Regions from separate parts of the Mus musculus genome. Here all the other regions are linked to region 2. The links are chromatin contacts, called in public HiCAR-type maps. All regions are on one chromosome and are shown on one strand. The core of a region is the stretch at or near the end of the contact, and the rest is flanking DNA. Distances in the headings are between cores, read along the strand shown.

The links. HiCAR-type assays count read pairs that join an accessible place to other places.
Region 1: a HiCAR-type map of astrocytes shows a contact between it and region 2, with 6 times the contacts expected there. The contact joins the promoter of Maob here to the promoter of Cask in region 2. A contact is called at or near these places in 1 of 39 promoter capture datasets (cranial neural crest) and 2 of 115 datasets of contacts at active chromatin or transcription factors (astrocytes and stem cell-derived neural progenitor cells).
Region 3: a contact with region 2 is called in a HiCAR-type map of astrocytes, with 9 times the contacts expected there. The contact joins the promoter of Maoa here to the promoter of Cask in region 2. A contact is called at or near these places in 4 of 39 promoter capture datasets (cranial neural crest, frontonasal cranial neural crest, hippocampal neurons and 1 more), 4 of 484 Hi-C or Micro-C datasets (CD4 T cells, CD8 T cells, cerebellum and 1 more) and 2 of 115 datasets of contacts at active chromatin or transcription factors (astrocytes and embryonic forebrain).

What each region holds. Positions count from the first base shown.
Region 1 is chrX:16,815,849-16,819,273 of GRCm38.p6, forward strand. It overlaps Maob (monoamine oxidase B), which reads right to left and starts at 1,518. Exons shown (of 15, transcript NM_172778.2): 1 at 1,382-1,518. The coding sequence starts at 1,427.
Region 2 is chrX:13,844,295-13,848,038 of GRCm38.p6, forward strand. It overlaps Cask (calcium/calmodulin-dependent serine protein kinase (MAGUK family)), which reads right to left and starts at 2,262. Exons shown (of 27, transcript NM_001284503.1): 1 at 1,714-2,262. The coding sequence starts at 1,772.
Region 3 is chrX:16,617,654-16,621,404 of GRCm38.p6, forward strand. It overlaps Maoa (monoamine oxidase A), which reads left to right and starts at 2,045. Exons shown (of 15, transcript NM_173740.3): 1 at 2,045-2,260. The coding sequence starts at 2,188.

The DNA of each region.
Region 1 (3,425 bases), core at 268-2,767, 3.0 Mb after region 2:
GCACTTTGGGAAAGTGAAGTACTTTTGTTAGTGGCCTGGAAAGGGAAGGCTCAGTTTCCCACAAGTTAGAGTGTTGTGCAAGACAGTGGCTATAGCCGTAATACTTTCTATGGTGCCTACGTGGGGATGCTGTTAATGTTCATTCCAAGCTTTTCTTGGATAGAAGATTCCAAAAGGATTGCCATGAAAGCTGAATTTCTGTCCAGCCTTGCCATTTTAGGACACTGTGCTCACCCATCAATGCATCTGCAGTACCAGGCTGATTGGCTGCTGTGGGTACGCTCACCATGACTGGCTAGACAGAGGTATTAATTAGCCCAACATCTGACCCAAAGGTGAGGAGGGCTACCATGAATACACAGAACCAAGGTCAGCACCCATCCAATGCTTGTTTGTGTTCTATGGTTCCCGGAGAGTTTGGTCACCCTGTCCTGTGCTCATGATAGCAAGAAAGGATGGCTCTTTCTCCATATGTCCAATTAAAAGTCAAGTGAAGGCAAATCTTTAAACAATTACAGATTTTGATATCATCTTCACTACCGTTCCAATAATAGACTCCTCTTGGAGTCTAAGTCTCTCAGTTAAGCTGGCCATACTGAAAGCATTGCATATTCTCACCAGCCCTATACCATGGAGTCTGCCTGACCTTCCTTAGACTCCCATTCCTCACAGGGGTTCCCCATTCCCCACTTCTGGCTTCTGTGTTTCTTGTCCTTGCTCCCTATGGATGGGCAGTCTTTGGACCTGAGAACCTAGTGGCAGTTCAGTCACCCTAGGGTACTCAAGGAGAAATGGCATGGTGAAGTGAGGCTAGAGGGAGCATTCACTAAGAAGACACAATATGTTGGCTCTGTCAGATCCATAGCCATCGAGGGACCACATGGAATTACCGAACTCTTAATGATCCTGGGCAATTGATTGGTCAGAATAGCACCCCTTTTCTTGTTCAAGGCCACTTGTTCAGTGCCAACATAATAACCTGTTGCTTGCCTGTTTTGAGTGAGTACAGTGTCTAGGTCATTCTGGAACCAATTACTGACCTTTGCAGGTCCCTCAACCCCAGCAATTGTCTCCAGCTTTCCAGTCCCCTTTCTCCTCAGCTGGAAAATTCCAGCAAGCCTAAGAAAAGTCCAAAGTCTGACCCCAAACCCTCAGCATGCTTCCAGTCGCCCACTTGTGGCCCAGGGACTCACTAAATCCTTTTCCTGGGAAAAACAGAGCTAGACAGTAATTCAGTTCTGACCCAAAGAGACAGCCTCAGGTACACCTACAGTCTAGAATCTAGGGTCAGCTCCTGCCCCTTTGCTTTGCAGGCCTTTCGAGCCAGCCACTTTTCTGAGAACTTAGATAGCTCTAGCTCTAGCTCACAGAGGCGACTGACCTGAGATGCCGCCCCCCACCACGATCACATCGCTTTTGTTGCTCATGCTGCTTGCTAGGTTCCAGGTCTCTTGCGTCCGCTGCTACTGCGTCTGGACCTCTGCCTGCGACCGCGCTGCTTACTGTCCCCTCACACTAGCTGGCTTTAAGCTGGAGGGCCGCCTAGACTCAGAGCCCCGCCCGCCTGTCCACCCGCAGGCGCGCAAGCTGGGTGGAGCTCTTAACCCTCGCCCCCGCCCCCGCCCCCACCCCCCAGCCCGACAACACAGGCACAAGGAGGGCGAGCACCCCAGCTGGGAGGGTGACCTGGAACCTGAAAGTCCGTCCCCAGGGGTCAAGACCCTGTTGCCCTCTACAAAATATTTTCCACTCTGCCTTGTGATCACTCTGTGCAGCTGAGGAGCTGGAAGCCCTTCCAATCAGAGTAGGGGACCAAAGATTAAGAGCCTTTCAAGTGCCAGGCACTGTGTTAAACCTATTGTGCAAGATTTCTGCTCAATTTCACAATGACCCAGCTGACACAAGAGGAAAGCAGACAAAGTACTAAGTGATGTGGTAAAAAGAAAATGTGTACTAAAATGTCACCTCAGGGTCTAAGAGATGGCTCCAACAGAGGATCTATGGTCAATAGCCAACACTCATAGACACCTGTAATTTCAATCCCAGGGGATCCTACACCATCTTCTGACCTTTAGTGGGCATTAGGCATGCAAGTTATATTTGCACATGCAGGCAAAACACCTATATATGTATTTAAAACCACATCTTACCCTATAGATCTATCTGTAATCCCAGTCCCAGGGAATCACAGGGTCTCTTCTGGCCTCCAATGGGTACCTGACATGTATGTTGTATTCATAAATGCAGGTAAAAACACCCATATACATAAAAACTAAAATCGAATATATACCTCATAGCTATGTGTGATCAATACATGCCTACTTACATTAATGATAAAAACAAGGAAGAGTCCAAGGCGCATCTTGATAGATCAAACAGGATTAACCTTCCCAGCCTTACTTTACTCATCCCCATTTCAATCATCTGCACACACGCACACGCACACGCGCGCACACAACACACACACACACACACACACACACACACACACACACAAAATGCTGTTGTTTAGTTAACTGCAAAAGGCTGCTCTAACATTGTGATGAAGTACCTAACCTAAAGACATCCAACTTTCCCCACTCTTACAAGGATAGAAAAAGTCATCTTCAGGAGCCAGGGGAAGGGATAGCTCAGTAGTAGAGTTCTTGCCTGCCATAAGCTAAGCCCTCAATTTCCCTGTACCACAAGGGAAATAATACAATCAACTTCTCACTGATTAAACTCATGCATCTGTGGTATAATCCATGGAAGCTGGCACCCAGAATACCAGTAAAGGTGGTGAAGAGACCTTGGATAGGTGAATGGGATTCAGCGTTCCCCACTCCAAATGGTCTTTTACTTTTATGTGACCTTGGGATGAGTATCTGGGAACTGTGGCTTTTGCAAATGGAGGACTCATCCAATAAGGTTATAAATGCTTAAGCTGAGATGACAGGCAAAACAGGGATATATTTCTTCTAATCAGAAAAGAACAAAAGAAAGGGGACCTGGGGGTGTCCGCCTACTCCGAGCCCAAGGTGAGCAGGTGCTGGCACCGACCAGAAGGGAATTGTCACAATTCGACAACAAAAGGAGATCAAGGGGATATAAATTGGAAAGGAAGAAGCCAAAATATCACTTTTTGCAGATAATATTATAGTATATATAAGTGTCCCTAAAAATTCCACCAGAGAACTCCTAAACCGGATAAACAGCTTCAGTGAAGTAGCTGGATATAAAATTAACTCAAACAAGTCAATGGCCTTTCTCTACACAAAGGATAAACAGGTTGAGAAAGAAATTAGGGAAACAATACCCTTCACAATAGTCACAAATAATATAAAACACCTTGGTGTGACTCTAACTAAGGAAGTGAAAGATCTGTATGATAAGAACTTCAAGTCTCTGAAGAAAGAAATTAAAGAAGATCTCAGAAGATGGAAAGA
Region 2 (3,744 bases), core at 1,012-3,511:
CGTTTGGAACAACTTGAATATGTGAATCTATTTTTTTTTTTGCACATGCAAATTTTATGAAACCTAAATACAGATCAAATACTTCTGGTAAAAAATTAGCTTAGCGTCAAAATTGAGATGTTCTGTTAGTGTAAAATATACATTGCATTTCAATGGTTTAGTAGGAAAAGATATACAGTATGGCAAAATTTTTTCATGCTGAAATCACTAATTATATATAATGTATTACATAAATATTTTACGAAAATTGCACCTTTTTGTTTGAAATCTTTCTAAAGTGCCTACTAGAAAATGACAAATTACACGTGGCTCTCATTAAATAGCTTTTGAACAGCGCTGCTCTGAGCACATCCACAAAGACTGTACCAGACACATTTGGACATCCTCCTCTTAACAGATAGGCTGGTCACTGAACAATGGGGCAAGGAGCATTTGGGTCTAAGAAAAGAGTGTAGCAAGCTCTACCCACAATTTCACCATGTGAGCCGTATTGTAATATCTCAACATGGAGGAAAAAAAATCAGTTACCCGTACTCAAAAAATTGAAACTGAGTATAGTGCAGACAACTTAAAAGAGCTAGAGCCAAATGCTGTCTTGGTTTCATTTCCCAACTGCGGACCTTAAAATAGACAATAAAGCACCGCTTCCAAAACGAAGTAAAATATTCTAATACTAGCCATCTAACGAGCCCTATTAAATAAGCAAAAATCGCTCTTAAATCTGATCTCAACTTCCAAAGCCAGAGAATACACGCTGAACTAGGAAATCAACTTCAGATTGCCAGCATTTCCCTCACAAGCAAATTAGCAGGATTGTGCACTTGGAATACTGTTTGACAAGAATGAAAAGGAAACAATTCAAAACAGATTTCAGGACTGGACAATTAGATGAGGAACTGCAGATTTAATTCTCAATCAGGACTGTGATTAATCTGATTCCCTGCTTTTCCCTAGTGTAATTATACAACACAGATGAAAGGATGAGCATTTGGACTGTCAGTTCTATATTCTAGACCAGCCCGGTGACTCAAAGCAGACGGCTCTACCACGCTAACCACCATCCCAACAACAGTGGAAGGGAGCCTCGAGCACTGATTGTACAGTCATTGCATAACGAGGCATTAAAAATTTGGGTGCCCCCAACTCTTTCTATGTTTGTCTATGGCAGGTGAAGAATTTGCTGAAACTGGACGCATCCGTCTTCAATGACCCTCTTAAATCCGGGCATGGGGTGAACACAAAGGCATCTGTCTAATATCCTGGCACAATAGACACACACCCCACAATTAAAAACCCCGGACGCGCTCTCTCGCTCTCTCCACACAAGCTCATGAAATGCAGGCTGCTCTTTTCGTGAAAGGTCTATGGTACAGGAAAGGTAACAAAAACCCCAACTGTTCCCAGGAAGCAACTACAAAATCGGTCCTGCCACGTCCCTGTGTAACCGTCAGATAAAATGCAGGGAGCCCGCCCCACGCCTTATGGGGTGGCCGACCGGGGCTCGGTGGCCTCCACGCATTACTAAGAAGCCCCCAGACCCATTCCTGGCAGGAAACCCAGGTACACGTCTAAAAATTCTCCAGGGTGAAGAGAACGAGGGAGGCAGAGGGGAGGGAGAGAGGGCAGGGGGCAGGCCCGGAACGGGTGCGGGAGGCCCCGGGCATCGCTGAAAAGCATTTTTCCACACTCCCGCTCCCTCGCGTGGAGACTCACTTGCCGATCACCTCGCATAGCTCGTACACATCCTCGAACAGCACGTCGTCGTCGGCCATGGTCCGAAGGGGACAGCGGCCGCAGCGTGGAGGGTTCTGAAAACTGGGTTGGGGGCGCCCAAGAGCTCAGTGCCCGGCTCCGGGCTCGTGTCCTCCACTCAGGACCCGCAAGCCCTCGGTGCTGAGGAAGCTCGACTGGGGCCGTGAGGCCCGGAGACTGCAGCGCCTTTCCTCTGCCGGCTGCCGCCCCGGCGCGGGCGGCGGGGCCGGGGCGTGGGAGCGAGGGCGGCCCGGGCCCGGCGCCGCCCGCCCGCCCGCTGCTCCTCGCGCGGTGGCTGGCGACCGCGCTGCCGGGGCGTGCGGACCCTCGGGGACCGCGAAGCGCCGCACTCTCCGCTCGTCAGCCCGCGCGGGCCGCGAGGCCGCGACCGCTCCCTCTGCCCGAGACCGGCTCCGGCGCGGCGCGGGGCAGCTCGGGCTACAGGGGGGGCCGCGGCAGCACCATGGAGGGAGGATCGTCGCGAAGGGAGGTGGTGGCGGCTGATCCGCGCTGGGGACCAGGAGGCGGCGGCAGAGACGCTCCCTCCTCCTTCTCCTCCTCCTCCCGCCGCCGCCGCCCTCCCGAGTGTGGGAGGGGGCTTCGCGGGATGAGCGTTCAGTGCGGGCGGGAGCCGCGACCGCTGCCTTCAGCTCCTCCCCTCAGCCTCAGCAGCCGCCAGGCTCCCGAGCCCGAGCACCCGCCTGGCGCGGACTAACCCTCCTCCCTTTCGGCCCGCACGGCAGCGAGACCCGCAGGCCCCGCCCCTCCAGCCCGTTGGGAGGCGTGGACCGCGGAAGGAGGCGGAGGAAGGGAGGGGGAAAAAAAAAAAGCGCTCCCAGTGGCGCCTGCGCGCAGCGCCCGCAACGTCACGAAGAACCGGCGGGCGCGGGGAATCTAGAGGGCGCTGGGGGTCGGCTAGCGGAGCTGCCCGGGTTGCGGGTTGCAGCTGCTGAGGTGGGGCTGGTGGAGGTCGTCGCCTCTACTCCCAAGCTGCGACCAAGTGGAGAAGAGGGGCGAGGGACAAAAGGTCCATAGCAGTCTGCACGTTCTTAGACGGCGTGCTCAGCACTCTGGCAGCTTTCCCTCTTCTTTCGTAATCTCAGAAAGCCGTTCCCCAGGTTTTTGCTGGGGGAGGGGGGAAACGCAGAGAAAAGGTTCTAATGAATGAAAAAGCCTGAAAGGAGGTGGAGAAAGATTGTCACTCAAGACCGTGTTTGGCGGCGGTGGATGCTTTTAGTGCCACCTTGCCATTCCTTAATGAAGATGAGGGCTGGGGGAGGGGGAGAATTGTCCAAGGAAAGGACGGAACAAAAACTGCAGAGGAAGGTGTACAACAAGAACAGTGAACTAGCGAAACAGCTTCGCCTGCCACCCGCTCCAAACTAACCAATATCTATGCAGTTTCTATTGCTGCTAGACAAAACCTAGAGACGGACCAGGAAAAGAGTGTCGTAAAGAGACTTTAAATCCATTGAATATTGTTCCTCAGCACCAGCATCTGCTTTGTTCACTCCCTATAAGTGTTGGAGTTCTTAGCATAAAAAAATGTCACTAGAAGGAATGGACGCACAGGGTCAGCCGCGGAGTAAGGCTGTGGGTGTTGCCGCTGTGCTAGGTTGTATGCAATATGAAGATTTCTGTTCAACTGAGCATGTGCAGAATGAGCCAACGCCACCAGACAGGTATATGCCTTAGTTGAAGACCAATAAAAAAAGAAGTCTTTGTTCCTCCTCATAGCAGAAGTGTCCAATTAGTTCATAAGTCAGCTCTCCAGAAATCATCTGTTAAAATTCTCAGCGCGGTATTTTTTAAACTAGTATTTACCAAAGTGCAGGGGGCAGGGTGAAGATAAAGCCCATTTCCTTTAAACAAAACAAAACAAAACAAAAAACAAAACGATCTGTACAAACCCTTAATCACTCCCTCGAGAGCCTGGCTGATTTGCTTGCTAAATATTTGGGAGCTAAACCTTCTTTCCTTTTCATTTCTTTC
Region 3 (3,751 bases), core at 795-3,294, 2.8 Mb after region 2:
GGCCAATTCAATCAACACAGTGAAACTATGACACTGCATCTTTAAAAGAAAAATAATAACGAAGGTGTTTTGGGTAGTGGGAGGGATGGAGATGATCGAGATACGTTAATTTGTAAGTATGGAACTTTTCAGCAAATAAAATTATATATATATATATATATATATATATATATATATATATATATATATATATAATTATAATAAATAACAGTGTTTGTTTAAGGATACTAAATTCTCCTTTCCCTCACTAACTCTTCCTCACTCCGTGGCCATCCCCCTACCCCTAGGACCTGGACTCACACTAGAGTAGACCAGCCCCTAACTTGCAATCTTTCTGTTTCAGAATCCAAAATGCTTGGATTACAAGTGTGTGCCACTATGTTTTACACCGCTCCGCATATTTTCTTGTTTTATTTTCACCTTAGGCATCCCTTAGCTTTCCTGTCTAAATCTCGGTAACAATTTGTGATAGCTGAGTTATTTTTTTTCTTGCATAGTTCCTGAGATTGTGGTTAGATATGTTCAGATATAAACACACCAAAGAATTCCAAGAACCTTTCCGTTGGAGTGGCGGTTTGCCCCACCCCACCCCCCCAGGTCGGAGACCCCTGCAGGGCTGCGAGGACAACACCTCCTCGTGACGTCACCAGAGGGCTAAACCAAACTGAGCTGGGTAGAGTCCCCCCATTTCTCCCTTCGGGTTTGTCTCCTTAAAATATAGGCTTTCTTGAGCGCGCCCCAGCTCACATTACTTTTAGATAAAAGAGAATACCGTGAAAGCTTCAGGCTAATAAGACTCATCGTCGCGCGAGCGCTGACGTGGACTCCGCCCACAGACACGCCCCCTCCGCGTCATAGTGGTATCGCCCGGCCTCAACGGGCGGCCTACAAATGAGGCCTGCAGGTGGGAGAGGCGGAGCTGCGCCGCGCTGACGCCGCATCTTCCCGCCTCCCAGTGGGCCGGGCGCGCTTGGGTTAGGCTTCTGAGTGCGGACTGGTAACAAATGGCTGGGCCCTGAAAGCGGAGCGCCCTTGATGGGGGTGGTTTAGGGTAGCCATTCGCGGCTTCCCGCCGCTGTGAGAATTATGTCAGAAAAGAAGGCCTTCCCCCCAGGCAGGGGCGTCACGCGTGGCCGCGGTGGCCGGGGGCGTGAGGTGGATTTGGCCCCCGGAGCCCGGAGTGCCATTTCCCAGACCCACGTGGAGAAGTCCCATGCAGGCAGTAGTAGCTCTGCCAGCTCGTTCGAGTCCTCCCACCCTCTGCGGCGGACCGTCTCCCAACCCCTTCCCTCGACTCGGACGAACGAATCCATTCAGGAGCAGGGGAGTCCTTCGAGTGCCCTCAACATCCCTCAGAGCCTCAGTGATAATTTTGGCCAGAGGAATGCCCAGGGCCTCCGCGTTCACCATCGGGGCGTTCAGGTCCCCACAGTTGCCTCAGACTCCACCCTCCTTAGCTCTTTCTCTCAGCGCATATCCACAGTAGGATCCATCCCAATGCCAGACTCATCCCTATCTGGGCAAAGATTTTCGTTGGCTTCTGTGCAAGTGTCCTCCATGGCTTCTATACTTAGCACTTCTGTTGAGTCAGAACTGGGGTCTATCCCTGCCTCACTGACCAGCACTCCCCAAGGGTCGGCAGTGGAGCCCACTCCATCCCTTCCATCCGTATTGTGTCGCCCCTCCTGGGGATTGGCACCAGAACATCTTATGCACAGAAGCACATCCCTGCCAGACACACCAGACAACTCCCCACTAGAATCGGCAGAAGATTCTCTCAGGCATTCTGTATCAGCCTCTTCTTGGTTATCACCATCAACACTTTCCGCTCCCCGTGACGAATCCCTGTTGCCTATGTCACTCGATAGTCCTATATCCATATCTCCTCCACTGTATGATCAAGGGCCCGCTCCTTTCCATGCCTCTCAAGTGCCTATGCTAGGGCCATCCCTGCCCTGCGTATGGGGCTCTCCCTGGGTATCTCAGCAAGGATCAGCTCCGCCCCTGAGCGCTCCCCTAGCTTTTGCACAAGAGCGCGCTCCGCCTTCAGGGCCGGGCTCTTCCCGGGTATGGATAGATACATCAGCTCCGCCCTCGGACTTCAGTCAAGGGGCGGTACAAGGGTCTGTTCCACCCTGGGCGGTCCCCCCTTTTAAACCCAAGTCTCGGGAGAATTTTACCCAAACCATGACGGATCTGGAGAAGCCCAGTATCACAGGCCACATGTTCGACGTAGTCGTGATTGGAGGCGGCATCTCAGGTTAGTTTGGATCTTTAATAGTAGCATAAGGGGCCCTAGATGACCAGGGGTAGGGAACTTGCAGTGTCCCTGTTGTGTTTGGGAGGGTCTTTCTCCTCCGTGTGAGTGTTAACTATAACAGGGCCCCAGATCCTGCCAGATGGGAGCAGGGGCTTGTCCCTTTGCATACACTGGTGGAGGGAGGCAAAATAATTTGACTCCTAACTACTTAATACTAATGATTAATTAGCTCTTGTTTTGCAATTACATTTAGCAGATTACATGAGTTTCCCCTGTCTTCAACAGTGTGGTGGGTTGGCAACACATTTGCTATTTTACAAAACCAAGCAACTGTGGCTTAAGAGTTTCAGTAACTGTCCTGGTGTCTGAATACCTCCCTGGGAAGCCACAGACCTGTTTTCTCCCATTTAAGACCTTCACTTCCAATTCTATAGGTGGTTGCTTAGCCTCCCTGACTTCACATCCTCTCCTCTGAATAGCACAACAGCCAGTCTATGTATGTACTACTGAAGTAGTAGTAGGATTAGTTCAGTTCAGTTCTTCTCTGAAGCACCATTGCTTAGAAAGTGAGTAGGTAAAAAAAAAAAAAAAAATACGGAGACAGCATCTTTTAGAAAAAAGTAATTTTTTTTTTAAAGAGCTGGAAGTTTCAACGTATTCCTGCTGGGTTTTTTTCAGAACTTGTATAAAAGTGTAGTGAATTGTTCAAAGGGAATCTCTTGTATGCTTTTGCTGAGAGCTGCACTGTCTAAATCTTGTCCTGTGGTATTGGCTTAAATGGCTCATCAAGTAAGGGGAAGATGAAATTTTTTTCTCTATTTTCCTGGAGACCTCATAAATATATGTATATTAAATTGCCACCTATATTGTCATTGTAAAAATTTAGGAGTTATTCTTTGTCTCTAGGTAGAAGTCCAAGCCCTTTCTCTCAAGTGTTAATAATTTCAGAGATGTGTGCAAGATATAATTTAGAGGGAGAAAGACAGTAGGAAGGAGTAAATAGGGTGCCCCCACAGTATCTATTTTAATATATGTTCCCTTTGAGTAGACCATAAACGTGCTTATATAGTTATTTTAGATATAGGTAGCTTTGGACTCAGCCTGTTCAGGATAAACAGTCTAATTATCAGATTGGTATGGACTGTTCCTTTGGCTATCCTAGCCAGTGGCAGCAAGTAATAGGCCTGTGTGTTGCAGTATCAGAAGGAAGCAAATCCTTGTGGACAGTAAGAAAAGGGAACATATATCCTCCCTTCCTTCCTTCCTTCCTTCCTTCCTTCCTTCCTTCCTTCCTTCCTTCCTTCCTTCCACACTTGTTGAGTGCCTACAGTTTAGTGGATTGGTGTTTTCAAAAATCTGGTTCCTTTAGGCAATTACCCTAGAAGCAATGTGGTTGTTGATCATTGAAGTAGAAATATGATGATAATTTGTAGTATACATCGATTAATGCTATACCACAATTTGCTGTTTTGCTGGAATTTTATTCTTTTC